Regions from separate parts of the Mus musculus genome. Here regions 1, 2 and 4 are each linked to region 3. A link is a contact called in public targeted proximity ligation data. All regions are on one chromosome and are shown on one strand. The core of a region is the stretch at or near the end of the contact, and the rest is flanking DNA. Distances in the headings are between cores, read along the strand shown.

Region 1 (6,421 bases), core at 2,338-4,837, 1.1 Mb after region 3:
TCTGGAAAACTAGATAAGCTGGTCATGGTGGCACACTCCTTTAGTCCCAGCATTCAGGAAGCAGAATTAGACAGATCTTTGTGAGTATAGACCACTCACTGTGTAGACCATGTTCTACACAATAAGCTACCAGCCAGCCAGTATGAGACCTTACTTCAAATTTTAAAAAAAGAAGAGAAGAAAAGAAGAAAATGAAAAGAAAAAGAAAAGAGGAAAAACGAGAGCCTGAGAAATGGTTAAGAGACGTTGATGGTCTTGCAGAGGATCAGTGTTTGATTCCCAATACCCTTAGCATCACACAACAACCTGTAACTCTAGTTCAGGGGATTCGCATCTGCGCTTCTGCCTGTCTTCTAGCCCTTTTTGGTACCTGCACACTTTCAGTGCACATACATACCCTCAGGCAAAAACATACACTTAATTGAAGAAGTAAAGAAGTAAACAAAGTTACTAATTCTAATTTATTTTAACTAATTGGGCTTTTAGAGACAAAATCTTGGGCTGGTTTGTTGGTTATGCCTTTAATCCCAGATCTCGGAAGGCAGAGGCAGAGAGGTGTTCAAGGCCAGCCATGGCTACACAGTGCAACCTTGCATCAAAAAATAAAAATAACAACAGAATCTCATTTTGTAGCCTAGGTTGGCCTCAAAAATCATACCAATCCCTCTGTCTCAGGCCCCTCAGTACTGGGGATTACCAGGCATGCGTCAGCATGTCATGACTGGCGCAATACAATTTATCAAGTAAAACACTTTAGGAAATGACTTGAGTCTCACGTTTACTTAGGAATCAAGCTGGATTAGGAAACTGGGCACAGTAGTGAGCACACACCTTTAATCCTGTCATTTGGGAGACACAAGCAGGGGAATCAGTCTAGTCTACAGAGTGAATTCCAGGACAACCAGAGCTACACAGAAAAACCTTCTCTTGAAAACCTAAATAAATAAATAAATAAATAAATAAATAATAAAAATTAAAAATGAAACCCTACAGGCCAGGTTCTTTTCTTTCTGTGGTAAGGCTCCCAGAGAGGAGTTTTAGAGGAAATCCCAGTCATTCTCCAAATGAGAACATTATTTGTTTCTTCATTTTGAGAGAGGATCTCCCTGTGAAGCTCTGGCTAGCCTGGAACTGACTACCTAGACCATAGACCAAGCTGGCCTAAAACTCTAGAGGAGATCCTCCAGCCATTGTTTCCTAAATGCTGGGATTAAAGATGCACACAATCTCTGCCCAGCTATGCACCGGGAGTGAGTGGTTTGCCTCTTTTGGGTTTCCTCGTGGTTAACATCAGTTTGATGCTCAAGGAGCTGCTGGTGGTGTAAGTTAATGAGTCCAGGAAGGTATGCTGAAGACATGGTGACAGAAGGGCTTTTTGGCTGCTGGTCCCAAACCACACTTCAAAATGGGTTTTCTCAGTATTAAACAAGATTTTGACTCTAAAAAAGAAAGAGAGAGAGAGAGAGAGAGAGAGAGAGAGAAGGAAGAGGAAGAGGAGGAGGGGGAAGAGGAGGAGGAAGAGGAAGAGGAAGAAGAGGAGGAGAAAGAGGAGGAGGAGGGAAGGAAGGAAAGAAGGAAGGAAGGAAGGATTTGACTAAACCTGCTTAGCCCTGTTTTCTAAATTTAATCAGAAATTTTTGGGGTTTTGTTTGTTTGTTGGTTTTGTTGTTGAGTATTTGTGTGTGTGTGTTAGCTTTGAGACAGTCTAACCAAAAGATTCCTAAGAAGAGTTCATTCAATGGCAAGCTCAAATTTTCTTTCACACTTAATTGTCGTTAAAGTTTTGCAATAACTCGGTAATCTACTTCCTAATACTCCTTTGTCTATTTTTAAAGGAAAAAGACATTTTCCCACAAACCTGACTAAAGATGCGGATCACTTTTCATAACATTTGGCAAGCTCTAGTTTAAGCATCACCCCATACTTCAGTGCCTCCCCAGATTCATCATTAACCCTCTTCCTGTTCAATACAGAGCTCCTGAGTGTACCAGAGCCGTACCTGGCGTAGGTGGGGGTAATGACATAGATAGTAGGCAGGGCCTCAGGTTCAGGGGGCTGGGCTGGGACAGGGGGTGGGCGACGGAGATCAGCTTGCAACTGGGATATCCTCAGGTCCTTCTGCCGAAGCTGCTCAGCTGCAGCTCGAAGCGGAGGGAGGCAGTCGCAAGGCTGGCCTGGTACCAGGAAGCACCAACAGGGTGAGCAAGTTGTGACAGAGAACCACAGGATAGTAAGTAGTTCAAAAACCCAGGCCAATTCTTTTTAATTCCTAGCCAATACAGAAATTCCCTTGTAACTTGCTTTTTTTTTTTTTTTTAGAATGGTGTCAGAGACTCTTCACCTTTCACTGTTACTGTGTTACTGTTTTAAGGTAGGTCTTGCTATAATGGCTCCAAGCTGACTGACCTCAGACCTTTAACCCACTGACCTGTTTCCCAAACGGTGTGCCACAACATTCAACTCTTCAATTTTAACCAGTTCCATCTGTCACTCTATTTTTCTTTGCTGGGGCTCCAACCCAGGGCCTTACACTTGTGAGTGTTCTACCACTGTGCTACACCCTCAGCCCTGCCACTATTTTCACTAGTACATTTCGACGATTATCTGTCAGCCTTTCTGTCCTTTCTACCTTCTGATCCTAATTTTACCTTCCACACATAAGGAATATAACAGTCTGAACTAGAGGCTCTCCTGTAATGGCACTACCTGAAAAGCGTTTACCAAGCTCCCACATAAAAGGCTGGATTCAAGGCGCTCCGTGGTCACGTGACCACTGACTTGTCAGTAAGTTCACAGATTCCATTACACGACAAATATTTATTGAATAAAAGGGGGGGGCAGTCCCTACTCCCTAGCTACTTTAGTGGAAGAGGTAGACACTAATAAAGTCATTACAAATTGTGATATGGGCCACTTAGAAAATTAAAAGAGATCAAGACTAATAAGGGTTACTTGAGCTAAGGTGGTCAGGGAAGTCCTGATGTGACATCTGGCCTAAAACCAGGATGAGAAATAGATGGCCTGGAGGTGGGGAGAGCACAGCTGGTCAAAAGCTGGAGGGGACAATGAACCAGGGGGTTCTCAAAAACCTATCAGCAAGCCGGTCTGAGAGGCAGAGCAAGGGGAGGGTGGAAAATAGGTTGCTTGGCGGCGGCGGGGTCATTTGGGGCTTGACCGGTATCCGCGGAGTTGCAGACTGCCGAGAGTTCTACACAAGGGGTCACCGAGGGCTGTCCCGAGGGCTGAGCGAGCGGGAAGCCGCTGTCTGCGGGTCTCATCCCCAGCGCCTTGGGCCGGCCCTCCGCACACCGCCCCGCCCCGCCCCGCTCACCGAGCTGCACCAGAGCGTAGAGGAGGCCGGCGATCGACACCAGGAAGTAGGCAAGAAACACGTTCTTCAGCTTCAGCTTCATGGCCGGTGCCACCGGGGCAGGCGGGGTCCACCGGGACCGGCAGGGACAGGTCCGCCCGGCCCTCCGCCCTCCCGCCGGCCCCGCCCCGGCCGCCCGGGCCGCGCCCCGCCTTCCCCAGGCTCCCTTACTAGTTCCCGGGAACGCGGGACTCTGAGCGACACCTGGGACCACTTCCGGCTAGTGGCGTCCCTCCCACAGGCAGCTTCCGGTCCCGCCTCCTGGTAGGCCATTCAGGGCGTTGACGCTATATCCGCTGGGTCAAGCGGTCGTGGCAGGCTGACCAAGAGCTTGTGTGGCCTAGCTCTATAATCATCTTGAAGCTCCCAATTGAGCACAAGCTCCACCCTTGTCACTGAGTTTTCTAGACTCACTCAACCATCCTTCAGCCTCAGCATTGGCTGCTTAAAGAAACGGTTGTTCATTACTTGTTCAACCAATGAGTGAAATCTAAAACGCACCAGGTGCTTGGCTAGGTCGTTTCCAGTGATTCTCAATCTTCCTAATACTGGGACCCTCTAATACAGTTCCTCATGATTTGGCATCCTCCCCATCATAAAATTCATTTTGTTGCTACTTCAAAACTGTAATTTTGCCGTTAGGAGTTGTGATGTAAATGTTTTCTAATGGCATTCCTGCTGGTCCCTCCTGCTTTGTGCTGATTGTCCTGGTTGTCTGTTAGGTTGTGCCACCGCTGCTTCGTGTTCGCTATCCCTACTCTACCGAACTGAACTGCTGATAGATTCATGAAATGTCTGAGTGGATCAAGCTGCCACTGCTAGCCTGTGAAGTGAACTGCAGATTTCCAGACAACAGACAAAAGCTACTCCAAAGAATCTTTCTAAACATGTCCACATCCCCCGTATCTTTCATTTTCCACAACCTCTGGTGGGTGGTGGACTACAAGGGAGGTTAAAGTGTTTAAGAATCATCATTAAAAATAGGATTTGAAAACAGTTACACATGTTCGTGAGGACCAGAGGACTTTGGAGTTTTAGCCTTGGGACCTCAGGTTTGGTGCTCTAACTGTTGAACCATCTCATCAGCCTTCCAATTTTAGGCCAAAATTATGTCATTACCATGGGACAATTTTTAAAAGTTCCTTCTAGATTTTCCGCTCCACGAGCTGTAGTTTCTTCAGGGTCACCTCTCTTCAGCAAGTGACTACAGAGCTAAAAGTGGGTACCAAGTCTACACTACAACAATGATACTTTATTCACGGATATGTAACAATTTACATATTTAGTCCAGGAAGTAGCTTGTCTAATATGCAGTTTTTCTTTGTCCCACCCCTACCCCCAAACCCCCATCCCCGCCCAAAACAAGGTTTCAGTTTCTCTATTTAACCACCCTGACTGTTCTGGAACTCACTTTGCTAGCTAGGCAAACTCAAGAGATCTGTCTACCTCTGCTGGGATTTAAGGGGCATACACCACCACTGGCCAGCATGTGCACTAGTTTCTATCACCAAAAAAACCTGGGGTAGTGGTACATGTCCGCAATTCCTGGACAACATTGAAAGTGGAGGTAAACTCCACTATATCTCAAGATGGTCAGCATGGCAATGGTGGCACACGCCTTTAATCTCAGCACTTGGGAGGCAGAGGCAGGTAGATTTCAGAGTTCTAGCTTGGTCTACAGAGTGAGTTCCAGGACAGCCAGAGCTATACAGAGAAACCCTGTCTCAAAAAAGAAAGAAAGGAAGAAAGGAAGAAAGGAAGAAAGGAAGAAAGGAAGAAAGGAAGAAAGGAAGAAAGGAAGAAAGGAAGAAAGGAAGAAAGAAAGAAAGAAAGAAAGAAAGAAAGAAAGAAAGAAAGAAAGAAAGAAAGAAAGAAAGGAAGAAAGGGAAAGGGAGAAAAGAAATATAGTCAGCCTAGGCTACCTGGAACCCTGTCCTATTACACAAACTGTTTCTCTTTGCTGAACAATAAATAGTTTCAACATATATTCAATAAAAAAAAACTCACAAAAGAAAATACTATGTTCCTACCAGTAACTATGTTTCTGTTTCAATGTTACATCATAATAAAAACATTTAAAACTCCTTTCATTTAGCTCTGTAAAAACCATTTAGGAATTATCTAGTCACCCTATCATACAAAACAAAATTTCAGAACTTTTTTTCCTGTAACCAAGTATCCACTACTTGTCCTTTCTCCAATCTTCCCAACAATAGTTTTGAGACTTAGTCCAGAATAGCCTTCAACTTAAAAGTCTCAGGATCTCAGGATGTCCTTGAACTATTCCACCATTCCCAGAAAGGTTTTTTGTTTTTGTTTTTGTTTTTTTTTTTAATCCTTATCTGAAAGGGTCTGTGGTCTAGAATGGCTTTGGACTCCCAACTCAGGCAATCTATCAGACTCCAGCTCTTTGCTAGCAAGTTCAACATAACAATGGGAGGATTTTTTAAATGCTGATATAGGGCATGACCATAGGTCAAATTCCCAGCATTGCAAACCAATTTTTTTTTCTTTTTTTGTTTTTTTCACGACAGGGTTTCTCTGTATAGCCCTGGCTGTCCTGGAACTCACTTTGTAGACCAGGCTGGCCTCAAACTCAGAAATCCACCTGCCTCTGCCTCCCGAGTGCTGGGATTAAAGGCCTGTGCCACCACACCCGGCTTGCGAAGCAATTTTTAAAAGCTGAGTATGGTAATGCTATCTATTATACCAGCACTTGGGAGGCTGTGGCTAAAGGATCAGGTGCTCAAAGCCAGTGGGCTACATGTCAAAATCCCGTCTTAGGTTGGGCTCAGTGGCATAAGCCTTTAATCCCAGCTCTAAGGGAGGCAGGAAGAGCTTTTGACTTCCAGGCCAGTCAAAGCTATATGGTGAGACCCTAAATCAAAAGGTAAATTTAAAAAATACTGTTGGGCTGGAGAGATGGCTCAGTGGTTAGGAGGCAGAGGCAGGCGGATTTCTGAGTTTGAGGCCAGCCTGGTCTACAAAGTGAGTTCCAGGACAGCCAGGGTTATACAGAGAAACCCTGTCTCGAAAAACCAAAAAAAAAAA
Region 2 (7,221 bases), core at 972-3,471, 1.1 Mb after region 3:
GGAAGGGAGATGGGTAAGGAATGAAGACACTCACGAGCATTACTGTCAGCCAAGCTGTTGAGGCTACTAGAAATATCCCTTCGCCGGAAAAGACAGACAACCTTTGCTTCCACATTTCCATTTGCAGTCTAAAGGAGGGAGAAAAACCGAGAAGGAAAATTGGCCATTTGAAAGTGGAGATGCATGCCGGGTGTGGTGGTGCACGCCTTTAATCCCAGTACTCGGGAGGCAGAGGCAGACGGATTTCTGAGTTCAAGGCCAGCCTGGTCTACAAAATGAGTTCCAGGACAGCCAGGGCTACACAGAGAAACCCTGTCTCAAAACAAAACAAAACAACAACAACAACAAAAGAAAGTGGAGGTGCTGGGGGGAGGTGGGGGAGTGGAAGTGCGCAGAGTCAAAAGCAATATCTCCTTAAGGGTCTAAGTAGAAGAGCTAGAAAAACTTAGCAGTAAAGACTTAATACTCAAAGATAATTTCAGAACCAATGAAAAGGGTCTCCATGAGTTTAAGATCAGCCTGGTCTACACAGCAAGTTCCAGGCAGCCAAGGTTACATAATAGAGAGACCCTGTATCATTAAAAAAAAAAAAAACCAACTCCACTCACCTTATTGAGCTCCTCAATCCGTCTAACCAGGTAAGGATTGCTGGAGGAGTTCTCAAAATAGACGTAATCTGTAGGAGGTGGGGAAGAAACAAGAGGATCAGAGGAGAGGGCACCCAGATGAAAAAGTCGCTCTGTGTGGACCAAAATGAGACAAAATTCTAGATAGAGATGAAGTGGAGATGAGCAAGAGGAGAGAGTTAAGAAAATAAGTACTAGTCATTAGCTGGACAGTGGTGGCATATGCGTTTAATCCCAGCAGTCTGGGAGACCAAAGCAGGCTCTTGGTTCAAAGCCAGCCAAGTCTACAGCTCAAGTTCCAGGACAGCCAGGGTTACACAGAGAAACCTTGTCTCAAAAGAAACAAGGGGGAAACCTGCCTCAAAAAGGAAATGGGGGGTGGGGGAAGAGAAGAGAGAAAAAAAGAAAAAAAAAAAAAAAAAAAAGGAAGGAAGGAAAAGAGATATTATGGAAATACTTTGCCAGGCAGTGGTGTCACACACCTTTAATTCCAGCAGTCAGGAGGCAGAGGCAGGCGGATCTCTGAGTTCGAGGACAGCCTGGTCTACAGTATGAGTCCCAGGACAGCCAAGACTACACAGAGAATAAACCTTGTCTAAAAAGAAACAAGGAAAAAAGAAGAAAAAGGAAATGAGTTTTTACCCCCTACCCCTGCAACACCCAGTTCTAAAGTCAGATCTTCACTCAAAAGTGAGACTTAAGAAACAAGAACAAGAATTTCCCTGGAGTCCATACAACTTTGCACTCAAGTTGCATCCTTGTATAGGAGAATTGAGTAAACTGTTCAGGCCCCACCTTCGCGAACGCACAAGCCGCCACAGAAAAGAAAACCCCTGCGCGCCTAGCCCCTAGCGCGGCTGGCCGGACGGTGGGTCACTCGGGCCCCTTCCAAAGCCAAGGCCACTTCCAGCCCGGCGATCCAGTCACAGGTCTCAAGAGCACCGTTACGGCTGCAGGTAAGCCTCTGCGGTAGACTCTGCGCCCGATAGCGTCGCCGCCGCGGAACCATGGCTCTTGATTCCGGTTCCGGTCGGTGCCGCGGCCCACACGACCCCAGATGTGGCTCCCCCGCGCCTGCGGACACCGAGTCTCCCTGATCCCGGCCTCAGCCTCTTCCGCTCAGGGTACTCACCTCCCACCCGGTACATGTTAGCCGCCATGGCCGTTCCCGCCGCCGCCTCCGGCCACACAAAGAGGTCCCGGAGGCTCGCGGGGGCAAAGCTCAGCTCCAGACGAAGCCCCCAGCGCGTGGCTGACGCTTCGCGGAAGTGTCGATGGGGCCCGAGCAGCCGGCACCTCTGCTCGCTCAGCCGCCGCGGCTCATCACTGCCCGCGCGACGACGACACTGCTATAGCCTCACGCCGGGACACCGAGGCCAGCTCCGGTCTACTCGGCTTCTTCCGGAACGAGCTCGATTCCTGCCTGACCGGAGTGAGGTTCCAGCTCCTAGCGTCCTCACCGAGTCCCAGCAGACGTCGTGCGGTGCCAACCGCTGGCAAGGTTTGCCCTGCCCGCGTCCGGGTTCGCCTCCTTCCGGAACACCTTCGGCCGATCCGGAGAACAAGGCCCAGCGCTCGGCTCAGGTCGGAGAGCAAGACCCCGCAGATCGGCCACTTCCGGAAGGAACTCGGCTCCTTTCGCTCAGCCGCGGCCTCGCGCTCGGTTATTTCCGTTGCAGCTCGACCCCGCCCCTGAGGGCGGTGAGGAGCCGGAATTAACTCTTTGCACTATGGGTCCTAGCAGCTCCCCGGCAGTGGCGTCGAAAGGCGCGCGCGCGCCCTCACTCTTCTTGAGGTTATTTGCAAGCCGCTTTGCCTGTTATTTGCATATTTGGTCTGAACTCCCTTTTCTCTTCCCGCCCTGCACTTTTTTCTTTCATCCTAACACAACTGGGCCCCTGAGGGGACCCGCCGCACAAAAGCACCAGGCAGTTACTTTTTTCTTTTTATTGCCCCTCACCGAGCAGAGGGTGTCGGAGCTGGGTTGCCTGGCTCAGCCAGCAAGTCTGTTGTTATTTTGTGTGCAGTGGGGTGGTTAGCCCCTCCAGAAAAATGCGCAATTGGGAATGTATGAAGTCAAAGAAAAAGCCAGCACAGGAAAAGACTGTCCTTGGTCCTAGGGGTTTTGGCCAGGGTGGGGCCAGACCACAGTACCAGAGGGACAAGACCATCCAGCATCAATCACACGTCCAGGGAGGAGGCAGGGGACAGAGAGGGCGTTCTAGATGGTGTGGCAGGAGCGGGCCCAGAGCTCCCTGCCCCCAGCACTCGCCACTGAAAGATGCTAGCATCCTTGCCACCTAAGGAGACAAGGTATGAGTCGTCGTGCGTGAACCGGACACTAGTCACATGGCTGCCATGGCCTGAGTACATACGACTTGGCGCCTAGATGAGAGAAAAAAAAAAAAAAAACAACTGGTTGCAGCAATGGCAGGGTACCAAACCTACCCACCTGGGCCCAATGGTCCCCTGAAGCCTCACCTTGGCTCGAGCACATGGGTACTGAAAGAGGTGTACTTTGCAGAAGTCGTCTGCCACAGCCACCACCCGTTCATTGTGGGAGCGGCAAAGGGAGTTGATGTCTGTCCCATCAGAGCCATCAGGCCACACACCTAACACAACAGGTGGCCTGAGTCAGGCTGCTACCACAACCTAGAGTTGCAGTGTTTCAGGTCTTCAGGTTGCCACTGCGCTCCAGACAATCCCAAGGGGCCTCCTAGCCTGGATTTGCCACTATGACCCCCACCCCGAGGTGGCACACGCCCAGGATTCTGAGGGCAGAATGGGTTCTTCCTTGTTTCCCCAGCCCTCCTAACGGATTCCAGATCCTGGCTCACCATAGACGTGGAAGCCCAGCACACAGGTATAGGTAGCCCACTCCCGGTCTCTGCTCTCATAGCGGTTCCTCAGCAGTTTGCAGCCTCCAGCCACATCCCCTAGGTGGAAATCGCCTACTCAGCCGTCATTCTTCCCTCACTTGACGACATGAACTGATCATAGGCATAGCGTCCACTATGAACCCCACTGTGTGCTTCCCAAGTTCTCACTGACTTGGCTTGGCTTTAAGTTAGGCCTGCATGATGGTGCAGATCCTTAATCCCAGTCCTAGTGGGGCAGACAGATCTCTGAGTTGGGGGCCACCCTGGTCTACAAACGCAGGTGACAGAGGGAACCCTGTCTCAGAAACAGAGAATGTAGCCTTAGACATGCCTAGAGCCTCTGGATAAAGCACTAACAGTTTCTCATCAGCTGCCCCTCCCCCACTTGCCCTAAGGAGCTATCCTAAAGCACTGTCTTCTTGGTGCAGCCGGCTTTTTCCTTTGTTTTGGTTTGTTTTGGTTTGGTTTTTTTTTTTTGGGGGGGGGGGTTGTTTTGGTTTGGTTTTTGGTTTTCCGAGACAGGGTTTCTCTGTATAGCCCTGGCTGTCCTGGAACTCACTTTGTAGACCAGGCTGGCCTTGAACTCAGAAATCCACCTGCCTCTGCCTCCCCAGTGCTGGAATTAAAGGTGTGCGCCACCACGCCTGGCCTTTCCTTTGTTTTGTATTTTGAGGCACAGTCTTCCTATGCAGCCTTGGCTGCCCTAGAACTCACTATGTAGACCAGGCTGGCCTTGAACTCATAAAGATCCAGCCACGTATCTCTGCCTCCCCAGTGCTGGGATTAATGGCATGCACCACAATGCCTGGTCCATTTTTCAACTCCCTTGAGTTCTTGTTGGAGAAGATAGAGTGTGAAACTGTAGCTTACCTACTTACCGGGTTATCCCTATGTCCAATTCCAACCTCCATTTCCCTCCACATCAGCCCCTCTGCTTGATGTTCCTCTACTACCATCAGCCCTCCTGACTAGAAACCTCCTGTCGGCACCCACATAATCTCTTAGGAGACATAATTAGGAGGATGACAAATGCAAAAACAGCATGGGCCACATAGAGAATTCTAAGCCAGCCTGATGCAAAAAAAAAAAAAAAAAAAAAAATTAAATGATCCCCATCTCCCTGCCACTCACAGTAAAGAATCTCATAATCCCCAGAATTGGACATGATGAAATTCCCATCCTTGGACCAGTCAAGGTGAGTGATAAAACTGGAGTGCCCCTGGGGAATAAGAGTCAAGAATTTGACAAGATGGCTACCATTTCCCATCCCCAGGCTAGCCCTTAATGCATCAAACCCCTGTTACTGTGCCCACAGTTAACAAATCCCACCTTCCACCCCAGCATCCTTACCATACATCTGCCAAAGCGGCTGGACTTAGTGCCACAACTGGAAACACTATAGATGTAGATCATGTTGTCATGGGAACCAATAGCCAGGTACAACCCATCTACAAAGAAACTTATTCAGATAAAGAAGAGCCAGAGCAGGACCCAGGTCCAGGGTGGGGGTGGCTCCCACCTGGGCTGTACCGGACAACTGAGAGCTGTTCATTGCCGTCAGTGACATCGGATACAATCTCTCTGGTCTCTGTGTCCAAAACCAACCACCTGAAAGGAAAAGGGAAGGAAGCAAGGAGGCAAGATGTGAGCCTACCCCCAGGGAGGCTCTGAGCAAAGAGTCAGCAAGAAGACAGAATATCAGGCTGTGGTGTCTGGAAGGAGGCTGGGGGATGGGATGAGGCTAAGGGCATAGAAGTGCTGAGGGGCTTCTGATGTCTCCTGAGAAAGAAGTCAGAAACTGCAGACCAGGCCAACCACAGAAACCTTGTGGAGTCAGTCAGCCTGGCACTTCCCTGTTCGCCCACCCACATCCACCCCTCCCAAGCCCACTGCTTCCCCATCCTGGGCTGCTACCAGACTGAAGAGTATACATGGGGAAGACTTGGTGACAGCAGGAGAGGGGAGGCCTGGGTTACAGAGAAGCACCCGAAAGGTGTGGTTCAACACTTTAGTTAGCCTTGGTCACCTCTTGTCCCTGTCCCCGTTACCAAGAACCCTTCCTAGACTTCCCTGCTTTTCTTCCTAGGAGGTCTGGCATTCTCTCACCTCCCTGTGTTCAGTCCTACAACCACAACTGCCCCACTTGGGTGGAAGTCAGCACATAAACCCGTCTCCTGGGAAGAAAAAAAGGTAAATTGAAGAAATGGTTTTTCTAAGGGGCCCATGAGATCAGGAGAGAGACTTCAGGGGGTGGGGTTGAGGAAGGGGTAGTAGAACGTACATGAAAGTATAAGCTGAAATTCTAGAGACATGAGGATTCAGATGGAAATCAAGGTGTTGGGGGAGGAAAGAGCCTAGGTCACAGTCAAAACTGAGTATTATGTAAATGTTAATTAAAGATAAAAGTTTGCCGGGCATTGGTGGCACACACCTTTAATCCCAGCGCTTGGGAGGCTGAGGCAGGTGGATTTCTGAGTTCGAGGCCAGCCTGGTCTACAGAGAGTTCCAGGACAGCCAGGGCTACACAGAGAAACCCTGTCTTGAAAAAACAAAAAAAACAGAACAAAACAAAACACACACAAAAAGAAAAAAAGAAAAGAAGATGGCTTTCTAATAAGAGAAGTTGGATGTCACTTTGTCATCTTAGTAACTTTAAAGGATCCTCCCAAGGCAACCAGAGAAAAGGAGGCATGAGAGACCTGGGATAGAGCCTAGTAAGGGGAAGAAACCGAAAGCACCTAGCAGTGCTACAGATGAACCAAAATGAGGTCTGAGGCAGCAGCAACGCCCAGGTGTCAGTCACTCTTACCAGTCTCTACAGAGTTCATATCTGAACAGCCTGTAACCACAGTACAGTCAGTTCTCCCAGACACAGAAGGAAAGGCAGGATTAGGGAGTCAGAGCACGGGTAGCGTGGCAGATCAAGGGCAGCTGACTCTACCTTTAGGTCCATGCTCCAGGCCAGTGCATGGCCTTCCCCATCCCACAGGCAGAGCTGCCGGTCATGGCCACAGGTGAGGAAGCGATTCTGGGACGGATGTGTACACAGTCCCCAGAGCTCATCAGTGTGGCCCTGCAGTAGAACAGAGTTACCACAGCTCTTCCCCAAACTCCCTTCCCTACTTGCCCTGGCTTTTAGCTTCCAAACCTGGATAACAGGGGAGAAGCCTTGAGCCAGATCTCCCCTCAGTAATGCATTCTTTGTGGTTCCCACCAGCAGCTCAGAGCCAAGCCCTTCAGCAATGGCCCTCACAGCTCCAAAGTGTTCTGGAATCTGCGGAGTAATGACAGAATGTCAAAAGCATACTGACCATTCCTCTCCCCATCCCTTCCTAGACCCCAGCGCATCTCTCACCTCTGCCTCCTGGAGGGCCACCAACCCGGGCCCCCACTGCACCAGTCGTCGGTCCCGCCCACCACCACTCAGCACTGTCCCATCCCGGCGGAGACACAGGGCAAAGATGGACCCCTCGTGAGCATGGGCCTGGGCCACGATCGTGTAGGTCTCTGTTGGTAAAGGCTAGGTAAGTCATGCTCTTAGAGAAAGGAGCAGCTTAGAGCATCACAACACAGACTAACTCTAGCTCCCAAGCACCCACAGAAGACTCTTTAAGCCTCATCATGACTACCAATTCAGCTCATAGTAATAGTGGCAAAAAAAAAAAAAAAAAAGGCCCTTTGAACTTTGAACTTTGAACCTGAGATTTAACAAATTC
Region 3 (7,113 bases), core at 4,356-6,855:
CTTCTACCCCAGGCACGAGAGAGGAGGCAGGAAGTTCTGGTTTCTGGCCAAAGAATCGAGACTATTCCAGACCAGCCAGGAAGGTGGGGGAGCAGGGAGGGGTGGTGGAGCCCTGATGATCTAGGCTTACACTTGCTGCCCATCCACACCTTTACTAGAGGTGGGCATAGGGTCTCCAAGGACGCCTCTAAAATATCTCTGCCTCTGTCGCTCTCCAGATAGAGGACAGACAGGAAGAGCCAAGGCTCTGCAGTCAATTGCTCCTTGCCACCCTCTCCCCAGCATTGCCTTCAAGAGGCCCAGTGAGGAAACATTATCTGTAACCCTCCTTACAGATGGAAAAACCGAGGCAAAGACAAGGAAGAAAGGACACAGCTCTGTAACCAGGACCCATGGCTCTAGTCCATGTAGCAAAACCCAGCCCAAAGGAAGCTGCCTGTCCCAGACCCCTTGGCATCCCTGCTGTCCTGGTGAAGGGAAGGAATATGTTTGATCTGCCAGCCAGAACCCGTGGCCTCAGAGATGTTGCTGGCTCAGCAAAGACCTGAAAATGACCCGGCCTTCTGGCACATGGTCCTCTCTTTACCACTGAACTCTGGCTTTCCCACTGGCTCTTTTATCAGAAACCCAAAGGCAGCCAGGGAAGCCTTCCCTTGCAGGAAAGGAGCTGGGAGGCTGCCTGATACTCTGAGGTCACCCTCATTCCCACCTCTGCACACTACATTCCTGCCGGTCCCAGTCCTGACTCCTACCCACAGGGAGAGAGTGGGCACTTTGGCCTGCAGAAGACACCTGTAAAACAATACGACCCGAGTCAGGTGTGGTGGCTTGTACCTGTCATCTCAGTACTCAGGAGGGAGATGGCAATTAAACTCTGCGTTTAAGACCAGCTTGGTGTATATAATGACTTCAAAGCCAGAGCAGTGTATATACTGAGTTCTAGGCCAGCCAGAGACACGTAATGAGATTCTGTCTCAGAAGAAAACAAAACAAAACAAATGCCCACTCAGACTCCAGAAAATGACTACTCGCTGAAGTCGGACTTTCAAAGCAGCCAGTGTGGTTGGCAAGGACAGGGTGTGAGCATTGGTTCTGGGTGGTTGAGGCCATCCTGCCTCCCAAGTCTCAGAGCTTGGTTCATAATTCTGGTCCCTCTCAGTTCCCATCCAGACACACACCCTCCCTCCTAAGCCCGGAGCTGAAGGCCTTTTTTTAGGGTGCTGTGACACTGCTTATCTTCTGCACCAAACTCTTTATCTACACAACAGACAGGACTCAACCTCACAAGGTTGTTAGAAGAATTAAGTAAATTAGTATATCGAAAATTCTCAGAACACAGCCTAATTAAAAACTGTTGGCTGAAATTACTATGGCATAGCCTCTGATGGTGGTGCTAGCCACCCCTACTTCTAGCTCAGGTCATTCCCAAGGGGCCACAGAAGGTGAATGCCAGGGGGCTCAAATCTGCTGGGTTTTGGATTCTTTTAGGGCTGACAGTGCTTCAACCTAATCGGCACCATGGACTTCTGGGAAATTTCTCCCTTTCTGCATAAGCACACCAGTTGAGAACAGGGTTTCATTACTCATGGTAACCAGCCACCCAGGTGCCCATCACCGTTTCCTACAGTGAACCCAAATGAAAGCATTCTTACCCCTGTCACACTGGTGTGTGTGTGTGTGTGTGTGTAAGACAAGTTAGCTCCTTCCCTTGGTAACACAGAGAAAACCGCAGCATTTTGAGCTTTTGATAAGGGATCTCACATAGTCCAGGATGGCTTCAAATCCATGTGTAACTGAGGACGCTATGCAACTCTGCATGATCCTGCTTCCACTTCCCAGGTACTGCGCCATAATGCCGGGCTCAATGGGTTGTTTTGCTCCTTTGTTAAAACTTGAACCCAGGGCCTTGAGCCAGCTACTCTACTACTTAGCCATATCCTCAGCTTACGGAGCTAATTCTAATGTCCCCTACTAGTGTCCCTATTAGTATTCACATATCTCAGACCTTACACCCTGACTACATTCAAGCGTAACTAGAGCCAAGTTACACTGTTACTTGTTCTGAACTTTCTCCCCAAGGAGAGGGCAGGTCCCCATCTTGCTTACCTTAACTTGTTTACCTTACCTTAAAGCCTTTGCACTTCTAAAAGGTGATTTTATTTGCATGTGAATATGTGTGTGTTGGGGGGAATACGTCCGCATAAATGACAGTGCACACAGAGGTCAGAGATGGTGGCTTTCCTGAAGCCTGAGTTACAAGGGGTTGTGACCCACCCACCAGTTCCATAGGTGCTGGGAACGGAACTCAGATACTCTGTAAGAGCAGCACCTAACCTCCCAACCTCTGAGCCATTTCTCTAGCCCCAACGATCCTTTTATTTGAAGACAAAGTCCTATGTGTCCCAGGCTGGGCTCAACCTTGAGCTCGCCATCCTCTGTGTCTACCTCATAATTGCAGGGGTTACAAGTGGATGCCACCACAACCACATTTATGCAGCATTAGAGATGGAACCTAGGGCATCATGAACACTAGGCAAGCAGTCTACCAACTAAGTTCCAACCCGCCCTTTTGAGATCCTTTTAAACATACATCAGACCCCTTTGGTTTCCCTGCTCTGCCCTCCCGGGATCTCCTCCTTCTTTAGAATAAACCAAAGTCCTAAAAACAAAAATATCTGGTGAGCTTGGCATGTCTGCTTTCTGACTTCCCCTCCCTGTGGCTGCTCTCTAGCACAGCCATGCTCTGTTCCTTAGGTATGGGTGGCATGGTCCCACCTCCGAGCCTTGGCTCTAGCTGATGCATCTGTTGCACACTCCTTCCCTGAAAATGTTTTGTTCACAGCTGCATCTGCAGAGGCAGGGGGTGAGGAGCACACAGGAGATATTCATGGGTGGGTTCAGGGAGTCCCATTACTGAGGAACCAACGTGGGGCAGAGTGTGGCTGTGCATTCAAATCCCACACCTGCCACTGTTTCAAGTTTCACTGTTTCTTTGAATCTCTTTTCTCATCTGTAAAGTGGGATAACAGTAGTAAACTGCCTCGCTGGTTGGTATCCTGAGGATTAAGAAACAGTATCAATAGCAAGCATTGATTTAGAATCTAGCACATAGTAGGTGGTTGGTATGTGACTCTCACATATTTATGACCAGCAGGGGCTAGACCTCTCTGGCTGCCTCTTCTCATCTCAGGGTTGCCTGTGACTCTTAGACAAACCTGGCCCAGGGCCCAGAGTACTCTCCCTAGGGCACAGGCTCTGTATCCCAGGATGGCCACAAGCTGACTTCATGGCACAAGAACTCTGGGAATTTCCTGGCAGGAAAGCTTCTGTTGCCTGGACATGAGAACAGCTGATGGGTGGCTGGGCTGATGCAAGTGGGCAGCCACATCTCACCCCTAACCTGAGCTTCAGATTCTGGGATGGGATACCTGGCATCTAGACTTGACCACATGGGGCACTGGATTGGTTCAACTCCTAGTATTCCTTGTGGGTCCATCACTGACAAAGGCTAGGGCCTTCTGAACCTAGACCCCTCCCGGCCCTGAGACCTGAGTACACCAGGTATTTTTAGCAACTCTACCCCAACGTCTGGGGCCTATAGCAATCTTTTCCTATTACTGGCAGGGTCAGAGACAAGCTCTCCCAGAAAAGGCTTGGGAGTGCTATGACTGTCCCACTGCACTCTCCAGTCTGCATACATATAGTCTAAAGAGCAGCTACTGAACAAACATCTACAACACAGCAGCATGGTGGAGAAGGTGTGGTCTTGCCCTTGGCTGGCTTGCTATATAGCCTAGCTCTCCCCACCCGTCCAATGACAAAGCTAAGGTTCAGAGGAATTACCTCTGAGTGCCTTCAATGGCAGAGCTAGAACCCTACTACAAGATGTAGAGTGATGTTTTCTTTACAGACCTTACTGGCTGTGAATCAAAATGGTGGCTGGAGCAAAACCATTAGATGGAGGTCTCGGGGCACTGAGCTAAATATAAAGTTAGAAATCCCATGTAGGAGGGGCCTCCTGGCTGGCCCTGAGCAAGAAAAAGCAGTCAGTGCTCTCTGTTGTCCTCCTCTCCTGCCCAGCATTCTGTCCTACGCTACAACACGATCCTCACAGGACTGCCAGGGCTCAGTGGGAGGGGCTGTGGCACCTCATGCCCATCATGCTCTGGTAGAAAGAAGGAAGGCTCACACACACACACACACACACACACACACACACACACACTGGCCCACAGGTTGATGATTTTCAGGAATTGTCTCATTCTTATCCCTCTCAGTTGCCTGGAGTGAATCCGGGAGGAGAGGGACAATGACAGTCCTGGGACACAGAGAACCTCCTCTGCTGCCACCAAGTTCTTCCACTAGAGAATCATTCCCTCCAGTCTTAAAGACCTTCCGGGTACCCAATGTGACTAACCTACAATTTTGGATAGTCGAGGGCAGAGCACCATGGCCTCAACCTTTGTCCATGGAGTGGGACTGAAGGAGGAAGGGTCTGGGAAATTGCTTCACCACTGGGCTCTAGCCAGATAGTCCTTCAGGCCAGTTCCATCCCTTCTTGTCTAGACACGGACTGAGAATGGGAAGCCAGAGTCCCCAGGGGCTAGTCGGTGACTGGGGTGACTGTGCTTCCCGTGGAGGCCCACCCAGCCTGGCAAAGTCTTCCCACGTGTAGCTGCCAGCCCAGCAGAGGTGAGTCACTGGCCCTCAGAACAGTCTACACAAGTGCTGGATAAGCCACAGACCTCCAGGCCCTGCCCAAGCTCTGCTGCCCAGCCCCCAGTTTCTGATGGCACGTCCCTATCGCTAGGGACCCAGCCCTGCCCCAGGCTCTTGGAAGCACCAGAAAATAGTCTGTGACACTCAGAGCAGAAAAGAAACCCTCAGTACAACAGTGAGGGTACTTACCTGGGGCAGAATCTGCCCCTCACGGCACACCCACCTCTGGGGGCCCATTCTTCCCTGAGATCTATTTATTCCACAGACTGACCCAAACAGCCCATCCTCCGTGAAAGAAAGAGACCTCCTTCCCTCAGGCTCCATCTCAACTCTGGAGCCAGGGAAGGGGTCAAAGGTCAGAAAGAGCAAAAAGGATGCTAAGGTCCGCAGGTGGAATGAGACGCCAAGCCTATGAACAACGTCTCCCTCTCCACCGCTAGTGCCAGGCTCCACCCCGCCGGCTGTGGGTTAGCTTACCGTGGCGTCCTCCGCACCGTGGTGGCCGATGAGGCGGCTACCCCCTGGGTGCCGCTGTGCCCAGCGGCTGATGTCGTAGACACGGCGCTCGATGACCAGCCACTTGTCGCCTGGTAGGTCATGCTGGCGGATCTGCTCCCAGCGGAAGATGGGTAGGGGCGCCCCCAGCGGTGCGGGCCCCTCCCGCGGCCCGGGTCCCCCTCCGGGCTCCCCGACACCGCCCATTGCCGCTGTACACAAGTCCTCCGGACCCCGGTACGTGACCAAGGTCTAAGAGAGACACTGAGGGAGGCGAGGTGGCAATCAGGGGTCTTCCTCCGCCCGCCCCACCGGCCCCGCCCTGCCGCTGCGGCCGCCGTAAGAGCGTGCGCCTGCCCGGCTCTCCGCGCAGGGAACTTTTCCCTCCCTTATAACCGCGCTGACAGCGCTCGCCTCGCCCGCCCCTCGTCCCGGCCCCCGCGCTGGCCAGTCCCGCTCTCGCTCCAATCCAGGCGCGGCGCCTCCACATCTATTGGCTGCCCGGGGAGGGCGGTGTCGCGAAGGGGCTTGCCCCACCCTCGAGGGCCTGGGGCCACCACGCCCGGCACTGCCCCCGGGGCACTGCCCCCCCCCCCCCCCAGTTTCTCGGACTCTCGGCTCAACTGAGAAGGCGGGGGATGGGGACCCAGCGCGCACGGGAGTCCTGCAGGCCGCTGCGCCCAGGCACACCCGCAGGGGCCCGAAATGAGCCCAAGTCTGAGCCCTGAAAGGCTGAGAAATGTAGTTAGGGACGTCACCGGTCTTTAACCAGGCATCCCAGGTAGCTAGAAATGAGGACACTACCTTGGGGTGACTGTCAACAGCCACCAAACAATGGACCTCATCCCCCAGTAAACCCTCAATATCCACGCGAGGAAGCCATCTAAAGCAATCTGCAGGAGCAGATGGCCTCTCCTCCTGGCTGTACGCAGGATTGGGGATGCCCAGGTTGGCCACTGGAGGAGGAGCAGAGGACACTGCTGCGTGGAGGTCTGCCGTTCAGGAGATGAAAGAATGGTCCAGTCTGCAATGGGTGGCTTGCTTGTCACCACCTCCCAGTTCTCCCCATTCATGGTGTCACATTTTTGACTTATTAAATTCAAATCCTCTTGAGAGTGTAACTACGTTCCCAATTGTACGATGTTTCTTTGAGACAGACATCAGTTCCTTAAAAGTTAAAAGCTTTCACAACTGGCAAACTTGAAGGTCCATCAGAATTTCCTTGAGGGCTAGTTAAAACAGACTCCCGCACACCACCCTAGTGTGACTCAGGGCAGAAAGGTGAGGCAGACCTGTTTGTTGGGAGCAAATCTTTTCAGAACCTTAAAGTGTATTTTTTCCAATGTGCAAACATTTCCTCTTGGTCTACCTAAGGATTTGTAGGTGACCTGACCTCTAAGGCACCCCTGTGGATAACAAAACCAACCTGTGTTTCTTGCCTACAAAAAACCAGTATATGCATGTAACCTTCACATATCCCCTCATACACTTTAAGTCAGCTCTGAATTCTTAATAATGTCTAATGTGATGTAAATGCTCTATAAATAATTGTTCACTGCATTGTTTAGGGAACAATAAGACTAAAAAAGGCTGAAAGCATTCACTCCAGATGCAACTATTACAGGCCTAAATACACAGGACAAGGAGGAAAGCAGAGGCGAGCAATACTCTAAAGAATGTTGGTTAGATACCTGGGACCTGTGAGATGAGGAGAGGTGACATCAGGGGCAGCCTACGTACACACTGCCTCCATGGAGAGTGAGGAGGGTGTCACAGTCCAGTCTTACATTTGGGAAACTTCCAGAATTCTTTTCTGAACATGTCCAATCTACTCCTGTTCCATCTTAGGCTGCAGAACTCAGAGAGAAGGAAAATCCATGACGTGTATCACAGGCAGAC
Region 4 (6,723 bases), core at 2,446-4,945, 1.3 Mb after region 3:
CAGAATGCAGTGGGACAATGAAAACTGAAAGAAAATCAGCACTGGTATCTGCAGGGTTTGCAACAAGAGTCCCAGAATTGTCCATTCCCATTGCCCTTGGAGCAAACTGAATAAAGCAACACAGAATGCAGTGGGATAGTTTTTAAGCAGTAAGTAGTAATAGCCCAATAGTAATCTTATACTCTTACATCACCATAGCACACATTAAATGGGGTCTACTCTTTGGGAGACCAGCATATTTGTATTAGAGAGCCATACCAGCTGCCTTCTAAGCATCTAGCCCGTCCCATCCACATTCCAGATCAAACTGTGTCCTCCAGACCAGTCAAGATGATTCTACACTCATTATCAAAGTCCACAATGTTCCTTACAACTAGTCACTCAGTTAAACAACCAACTTCTTGCCAGTCACTCATCTAGGCAAACAACAAACAGTCAGGCTGGACACTACTATACGCATTTGTGATATACATGTGAACAGAGAGAAAAATCCTGGGCAGGCATGGTGATACATGGTATAATCCCTGTGTTTGGGGTGCTGAAGTAGAATCAAAAAGTAAACACCAGAAGCCGGGCATGGTGGCACATGCCTTTAATCCCAGCACTTGGGAGGCAGAGGCAGGTGGATTTCTGAGTTCAAGGCCAGCCTGGTCTACAAAGTGAGTTCCAGGACAGCCAGGGCTACACAGAGAAACCCTGTCTTGAAAAATAAAATAAATAAATACCAGGATGGAGCTATGCATGGTAGGCATATATATGCCTTTAATCCCAGTACTCAGAGAATAGAGACAGATACATTGCTGGGTTTGAGGCTAATCTGGTCTACAAATGGAGTTCCAGGAAAACCCTGTCTTAAACAAAAACACCAGCTTGGGCTATATAAGTACAGTCTCAAAACCAAAACAAAGAATCTGCTCTGGGCTATCTGTATCTTTTGCTCCCATTTTTTTTTCTTTTTTTTCTTTTCTTTTGGAAAGTAGAAGGGATGGAGGGAAGAAACATAATTACAGGGCTGGAGAGATGGCTCAGCAGTTAAGAGCACTGACTGCTCTTCTGAAGGTCCTGAGTTCAAATCCCAGCAACCACATGGTGGCTCACAACCATCCGTAATGAGATCTGACGCCCTCTTCTGGTCTGTCTGAAGACAGCTACAGTGTACTAGCATATAATAAATCTTAAAAAAAAAAAAACAAAAAAACAAAACAACATAATTACAGACCAGGTTGGCCTCAAACTCAGAGATCTGTAGCTTGCCTTTGCTACTTTGTGGGTTTCTTTTTCCCAGTCTTCCTCACCCACCTCCATAACATATACATACTCCATTCAACTAAATAGGAGAGAAAGAAGGGAGAGGGAAAAGAGAGATCTGTAAACCTAATTTCTTTCTTAGTTCTTCCAGCATGACTACTAAACTCCCCTTGAAATAACCACCAACGCCGCCTCTTGAATGGCCCCAACATTTATATACCCTCTGAAAAATTCCCAGAATTCCAAACATCACACAATCACAGAAACTATCTGTAGCTGGCAAATCACAATCAGGTGCTACAGACAGACAGAAGCAGCCCCACATACCTACACCTGGGATTAAAACGAAAACATCTCTACCACTACAGAAATCACCTGCCTCTGCCTCTTGAGGTCTGAAATTAAAGACATATACTATCTGGCTGAATTTCTGCATATAGACCCCTCAGCCTACCTCTACATAAGCTGAGTCCAAATCAGATTTCATATCCTTGGTCAATCTTTCCCAGTATCCTGCTTCATTAATCATTTTGTAAGATCTTTTCTATACTGACACCTAACCTCATTTTAAGCCAAGGCTTTTGATGCTGGGTAACTCTCAAGGAAAATGAGCCCTTGAAGACAATGCTCTTGCTTCCCAGTTGTTTCATCAGCATCTAGAACAGTGCTTTATAAATACTAGATGACCTAAGTGTCTACTGACTCAATGGAGGAGCAGGGTGTTTGGACATGGGTCTAGATACTTACCCTGGGGATTCATGGCGATGGAAAATGATGGAAGTAATCTAATTAGAATGCTGGGCTCTCCTGATGGCTAGCAGCTCACCTGTTTGATGATGTATGTTAGCTCCTCAATTTCTACTGCTTTATCATCAAAGAGGGACTTGCGCTTTGCCACTGCAGAGACAGATGAAACATTAGGACAGGTGAGGGTAAATAGCAAGGCTCAAAGAGCTAGGATGACAGTTCAGTAGTAGAGACACTTGCCTTAAGGTATACATCCCTGGTTTAAATCCCCAGCACCATAGAAAAAATAAGACAAAACCTCCATGAGCCTCACCTCCTAGTACTATGTTTCACTGTCCCACCTAGGAAAGGCCTCCCAAACACTCACAGATTGTTAGCTTCTCCAGCTTGGCAAATGTATTGCTGAGATCTTTCCCAATGCGCCTGCAAATGATCATCAGTGAGAAGGTTGTGGTAAAGGGCAGGAAAGAGGCTGTTACCATAACCTCCAACACAACCAATTCCACTCAGCCAAACCATCACAGGCAGATATACTTAAGACACTGTATCACCCCACCACAACGCCCCTCTCAACTCACCTGGCCATGAGGGTAAATTCACTGCACTGTCGGGCTGCGTGCAGAGCCGGTTTGCTTGTTTGGATTCCATTCTGAATTGTATCAAAAAGTTGCTACTTTAGTTCCTGTCACTACTTACCTCAGCTTTTCACTGCTCCCTCACATAACCCACTAAACACTCTAGCGCTGTTGACATCAGACAATCTACATTTATCAGTGGTTTGTAGATAAGAAAAAAATTAGATGTAGGTTTAAATCCTGACTCATCCTTTGTGGTATTTAGGGCAACTTACTTAAAGTATTCTTGAAATTACTGAAGACAATTCCTCCTCTCCTACTGATAAGATTAGTCTATCTAAGAGTTGTAAATTAAGTTTAGACAACTACCAAACAAACCTAAGCATTAACTAAATGGGCTCACGCCTGCCTTTCCACTCCAGCTTCTTACCTGACGGCTCTGCAGGGACTTGCAGGCAGACTGGAACTCCTGGGTCCGATCCCGGCAGGACATGGTGTCGGGAGGGGAGGGGACCAGGGCCACCGGAGTGGGCAAAGGAGTGCTGTCACTGCTGCTACTGATAGCAGTTGCAGGGGACAGAACCTGTGTCTTTGAGAGACCCAGGTAGACACCCTGATCCGTGTTCTTAGATCCGTAGCGTTTCCGCGGGATCATCGAGTCGCATAACCTCAGACTGTTGTGGAGAGGAGAATGTCATTCTCCAGACAGCCTCTTTCCCCAAACGCTCCCCTCAACTAGCAAATCCCCAGGCCCTTTCCCGTATTTGACAGACTTTGGAGCCCACGGCCACCCGCAGATCCTGCACCCTGGACACGGCGAGAACGGTCAGCTTCCTCCAGGCCCAAGGCGAAGCCTCCTCAGAGTCTCCTTCCGACTTGGCTCTGACTGCCAGAGCTCCGGCCGGGGCCCCTAAAGTCGAGAAAACAGCCACAGCCTGGTCCTGCGGCCCTGAACTTCCAGGCAGACCTTTGCAGTTAGCCCAGGTCTCAATCCTGCCTTTGGTATACGTGATTTCCTTCCCCCTCTCACAGAAAACAGCAACCGATCTCCAGAGGTGGACACACTTCGGAGGGCGGAGGGGGAGGCGAAAAAACCCTCTTAAAAGTGTTTATTTGAAACAGGAAGTCCCACCTCCGTCAAAGTTCCGCCTGTTGGAAGACTGCAGCCACTGATTGGATGGGGCCAAGTTTTTCCTTAACAAGACCTTTCCTGATTGGACAGCGAGGTATTCGCTTACGCGGAGCCGCCAGCAGGACTTACTCCTGGCTCCCTTCCCCCCTCCCCCGTCAAGCCGCTGCCCGGAGCTGAGCCGAACGACAGAGGCTGGACTCCTACTGAAGCGAAACCCTACCTCTTCTGTTTCCTACCGCCACCACCACCGCCACTCTTCCCAGATCGTTGCCGCCTCCTCGAAGGACTTGTAAGCAGTGGAAGCCGGACCAAAGAACAGGAGCCGCCACGTCACCTAGACGTACTCCTAACTCGGTGACGTGGCTGCTGCGCCACGCCTTTTTTTTAGCCCAGAGACAGAAAGAACACACCCCTACCATGCAAACTCGACTCCGCTCTCCTATTGGTTAGACTGCCACCGCGGCCCCGCCCCTGAAGTGCGAGAACAAATCTGGACCTGCTGGGTTAGAGGCGCCTTAAAGAGCCTGTGTGTGGTCTCAGAGCCTTTAAAGCTGGAAGCCTAGGCCTAAGTGTTTTCAGCAGATTCGCAATATTAACTTTATTCTCTGGTGTTGGGGAGGACTAAGACCAGGGTTGTAGTCAGCCTTTTTCTGGTTCCTTGTGGCTTCCCTCATGTTTGCGTTCCTGCATCTGATTGTCCTGCTTGCCTGACCGCGAGGACTCCCGACGGCTGAACATGGATAGCCTGCGCCACAGCACGGTGATCAGGAGACTTTCGTTAGATCTTTGTTTACGGCGGCCTGAGTTGTCCACTTCGTTGCCTACAAGCACCACAGGGTCCACTTAATTCACTTCTGTTCTCTCCAGCCCCACCTCTGGGGCAGTCCCTTTGGGGCACCTCCGGCTCCCATTCCAGGACCTGAGACCCGTTTTTTGTATCTAGTCCTACCTTCCCTGCCATCCTCTGTTACTTCATCCCTTGCTTGCTCATCCGAGGCCCAACGGTTCTTGTCCTGACAGCAGCCCATGGCCCCGAAAGGCGCAGGACTCTGTCACCCTCCCCAGCCAGCCTAGCTCTGGGCCTAGCTTTTGTGATGTCAGGTCTCCCGCAGCTAGGTGAGGGAACCCCTCCCACCTACAAGGCGTTTCTCCCATCACAAAAGGTCCAGGATCAGTACGCGCGTTGGGCTATTTATTAACAACATGAGCAAGGGGCTTCAAGGACTGGTGGATCCAGGCCGCTTCTTTTTCTTCCTTCTTTGGAGAGCACCTTGTGTCTGGTCCAAATCTGGGAGCTTCCGCTTGGCAGCTGCCTCCAAAGAGGCCCAAAGTTCATCTGTCTCTGTGTCTTCTGAGGGTACTTGGTTGGGCTCTTGAGGTTCTTGGGGCTCATCCTGATGATCAAGAAGGACATTCAGGAGTCAGGGAAAGAGGATGAAAATCTAGAAACCAATGCCCTCGTGTTCTGGAGGACTTCACCCTTGGCAATAGCCTGTAAAGGCTTGAGGACTCCTCAAGGAAATTAAGTTACAGTAAAGAGAAAGCCCCGGCCTGTGTTCTAGCAGCCTCCTGTTCTCTCCACAGAGAATCCCTTGCCATCATGCCTTTGGCTCCAAAATTCTCACACCTAACTAGTTGCTCACCTCCCAGTTATCCCGGCCTGACAGGAGAAGGCAGTTCAGTTGAGACTTGAGATAAACCTGTAAAATAAAAGGGGTTTTTGAGTCCAGATAAGCTGAGACGGAAACTTTTTGATGTGGGGCACAGGAAAGGGGAGAGGTTCCAGAAAAGGTAAGTTAGAATGGCGAGTGCCAAAGGTTTGGGCGCTCACCTTATGCTCTAGCCCACGTGGATTGCGGATCCTGTGTATCCTCAAGACTCTGTCCAAGCCACATGAGGCTAATAGGGGCTTTGAAGGGTGACACTGCAGCCCACGAACACTACCTGCAAGCCCCTTCAGACAGCCCAGTAGACGCCCTGGAGAAGGATGTAGGGCATGGGTGTTAGCTAACCAGCCACTGAATATGTAGTTAGTTACTGTTCAAATCACTTACATATCAGTACTTAGTCCTCAGAATAACCTAGAAACAGGAGTTACCAATGACAATTCAGTTTTATAGGCAAAGAAACAAAGACATAGGAATCAAATAACTAGTCCAAGGTTAGAGTTTTTAGTGAAATCGGAACTTGAACCCAGAGAGTGACTGTGACACTGACAGGGCACAGTGACCCTGTCAGTAGTGACCTTTCTCTTTGCCCTCTCCCCTTCTCAAGCAACCCATGGTCCACTCACCTTGCCGAAAATCAATTTCTGCCAGCTGCCCATGAGTGTTCCCTACGATGACGGAACTAAGGAGGATACCAAAGAGGGGGATCAGTATGACTTCTGGATCCATTCCAGAGCACTTTCCCTTTCCCTCACCACTCACTTGCCCTCAGGAGTAAGGGTCATAGCTGTCAGTGGGTACTCTCCATAGGTGGCCTCTAGGACTGGCCGGCGCTGGGGGGAGACTGGATCATAGACACGGACCTAAAAGAAAACTAGAGTATCACAGGAGTATCCTTACCCACAGTGGCCCCCCAATATCTTATTTATCATTATCCTTTTGAAGACTATTATTTTGTTGTTGTTTTGAGACTGTTTCTCTGCATAGTCCTGCTTGCCGTGGCTTTTGTTATGTAGACCAGATTAGCCTCAAGCTCAGAGATCCACCTGCTTCCCCAGTGCTGGGATTAAAGTGGACATACTACCATGCCTGGCAAGACGGCTTTCTCGTTTGAGGTATGTACTTAATCTCATCTCAGAATACTGCGGAAAGGGCTCAGGAGCCCTCATAAGCATAGTCTTATGGGCAGTGGAGGGATAGAAAAGCTAGAAAATGGTGAATTTCGAACAGGAACGCTTCATCTTGCTGAGGGAGCAATGGGGAGCTCCTCACATGTTATGAGCAAAGGCCTAGCACCTCTATCAGACTTTCATGTCCAGGACTAGACAAATGACAACAGTGACCCAACCCTGCC

What was found.
Region 1: a contact with region 3 is called in a targeted proximity ligation map of pancreatic cancer cells. A contact is called at or near these places in 1 of 39 promoter capture datasets (embryonic stem cells) and 1 of 130 datasets of targeted methods (pancreatic cancer cells).
Region 2: a contact with region 3 is called in a targeted proximity ligation map of stem cell-derived neural progenitor cells, with 4 times the contacts expected there. A contact is called at or near these places in 2 of 39 promoter capture datasets (embryonic stem cells and hippocampal neurons) and 2 of 130 datasets of targeted methods (pancreatic cancer cells and stem cell-derived neural progenitor cells).
Region 4: a contact with region 3 is called in a targeted proximity ligation map of pancreatic cancer cells. A contact is called at or near these places in 2 of 39 promoter capture datasets (hippocampal neurons and pre-B cells), 1 of 130 datasets of targeted methods (pancreatic cancer cells) and 1 of 9 other capture datasets (adipose tissue).

Annotation. Positions count from the first base shown.
Region 1 is chr19:8,917,559-8,923,979 of GRCm38.p6, reverse strand. It overlaps B3gat3 (beta-1,3-glucuronyltransferase 3 (glucuronosyltransferase I)), which reads right to left and starts at 3,587. Exons shown (of 5, transcript NM_024256.2): 1 at 3,332-3,587; 2 at 2,000-2,174. The coding sequence starts at 3,413. It overlaps Gm36629 (a long non-coding RNA gene), which reads left to right and starts at 2,138. Exons shown (of 3, transcript XR_003952913.1): 1 at 2,138-2,230; 2 at 2,320-2,371; 3 at 2,663-5,381.
Region 2 is chr19:8,936,920-8,944,140 of GRCm38.p6, reverse strand. It overlaps Mta2 (metastasis-associated gene family, member 2), which reads right to left and starts at 2,221. Exons shown (of 18, transcript NM_011842.3): 1 at 1,759-2,221; 2 at 609-676; 3 at 35-128. The coding sequence starts at 1,786. It overlaps Eml3 (echinoderm microtubule associated protein like 3), which reads right to left. Exons shown (of 22, transcript NM_144872.1): 13 at 6,861-7,012; 14 at 6,654-6,779; 15 at 6,447-6,578; 16 at 5,612-5,679; 17 at 5,025-5,113; 18 at 4,856-4,953; 19 at 4,637-4,724; 20 at 3,464-3,562; 21 at 3,108-3,238; 22 at 2,559-3,011. The coding sequence ends at 2,808. Gm10353 (predicted gene 10353) reads left to right here and starts at 1,751. Exons shown (of 4, transcript NR_165499.1): 1 at 1,751-3,489; 2 at 5,592-5,695; 3 at 6,842-7,029.
Region 3 is chr19:10,040,040-10,047,152 of GRCm38.p6, reverse strand. Fads3 (fatty acid desaturase 3) reads right to left here and starts at 5,605. Exons shown (of 12, transcript NM_021890.3): 1 at 5,197-5,605. The coding sequence starts at 5,421. Gm29917 (a long non-coding RNA gene) reads left to right here. Exons shown (of 2, transcript XR_386546.3): 2 at 336-889.
Region 4 is chr19:8,738,775-8,745,497 of GRCm38.p6, reverse strand. It overlaps Stx5a (syntaxin 5A), which reads right to left and starts at 3,695. Exons shown (of 10, transcript NM_019829.4): 1 at 3,001-3,695; 2 at 2,574-2,644; 3 at 2,363-2,418; 4 at 2,075-2,145. The coding sequence starts at 3,225. Wdr74 (WD repeat domain 74) reads right to left here. Exons shown (of 11, transcript NM_134139.1): 7 at 6,132-6,232; 8 at 5,996-6,051; 9 at 5,534-5,679; 10 at 5,346-5,402; 11 at 4,874-5,096. The coding sequence ends at 4,920. It overlaps 1700092M07Rik (RIKEN cDNA 1700092M07 gene), which reads right to left and starts at 4,780. Exons shown (of 2, transcript NM_001177347.1): 1 at 4,652-4,780; 2 at 4,273-4,523. The coding sequence starts at 4,730. The coding sequence ends at 4,342. Mir6992 (microRNA 6992) reads right to left here and starts at 2,527; the gene lies at 2,419-2,527.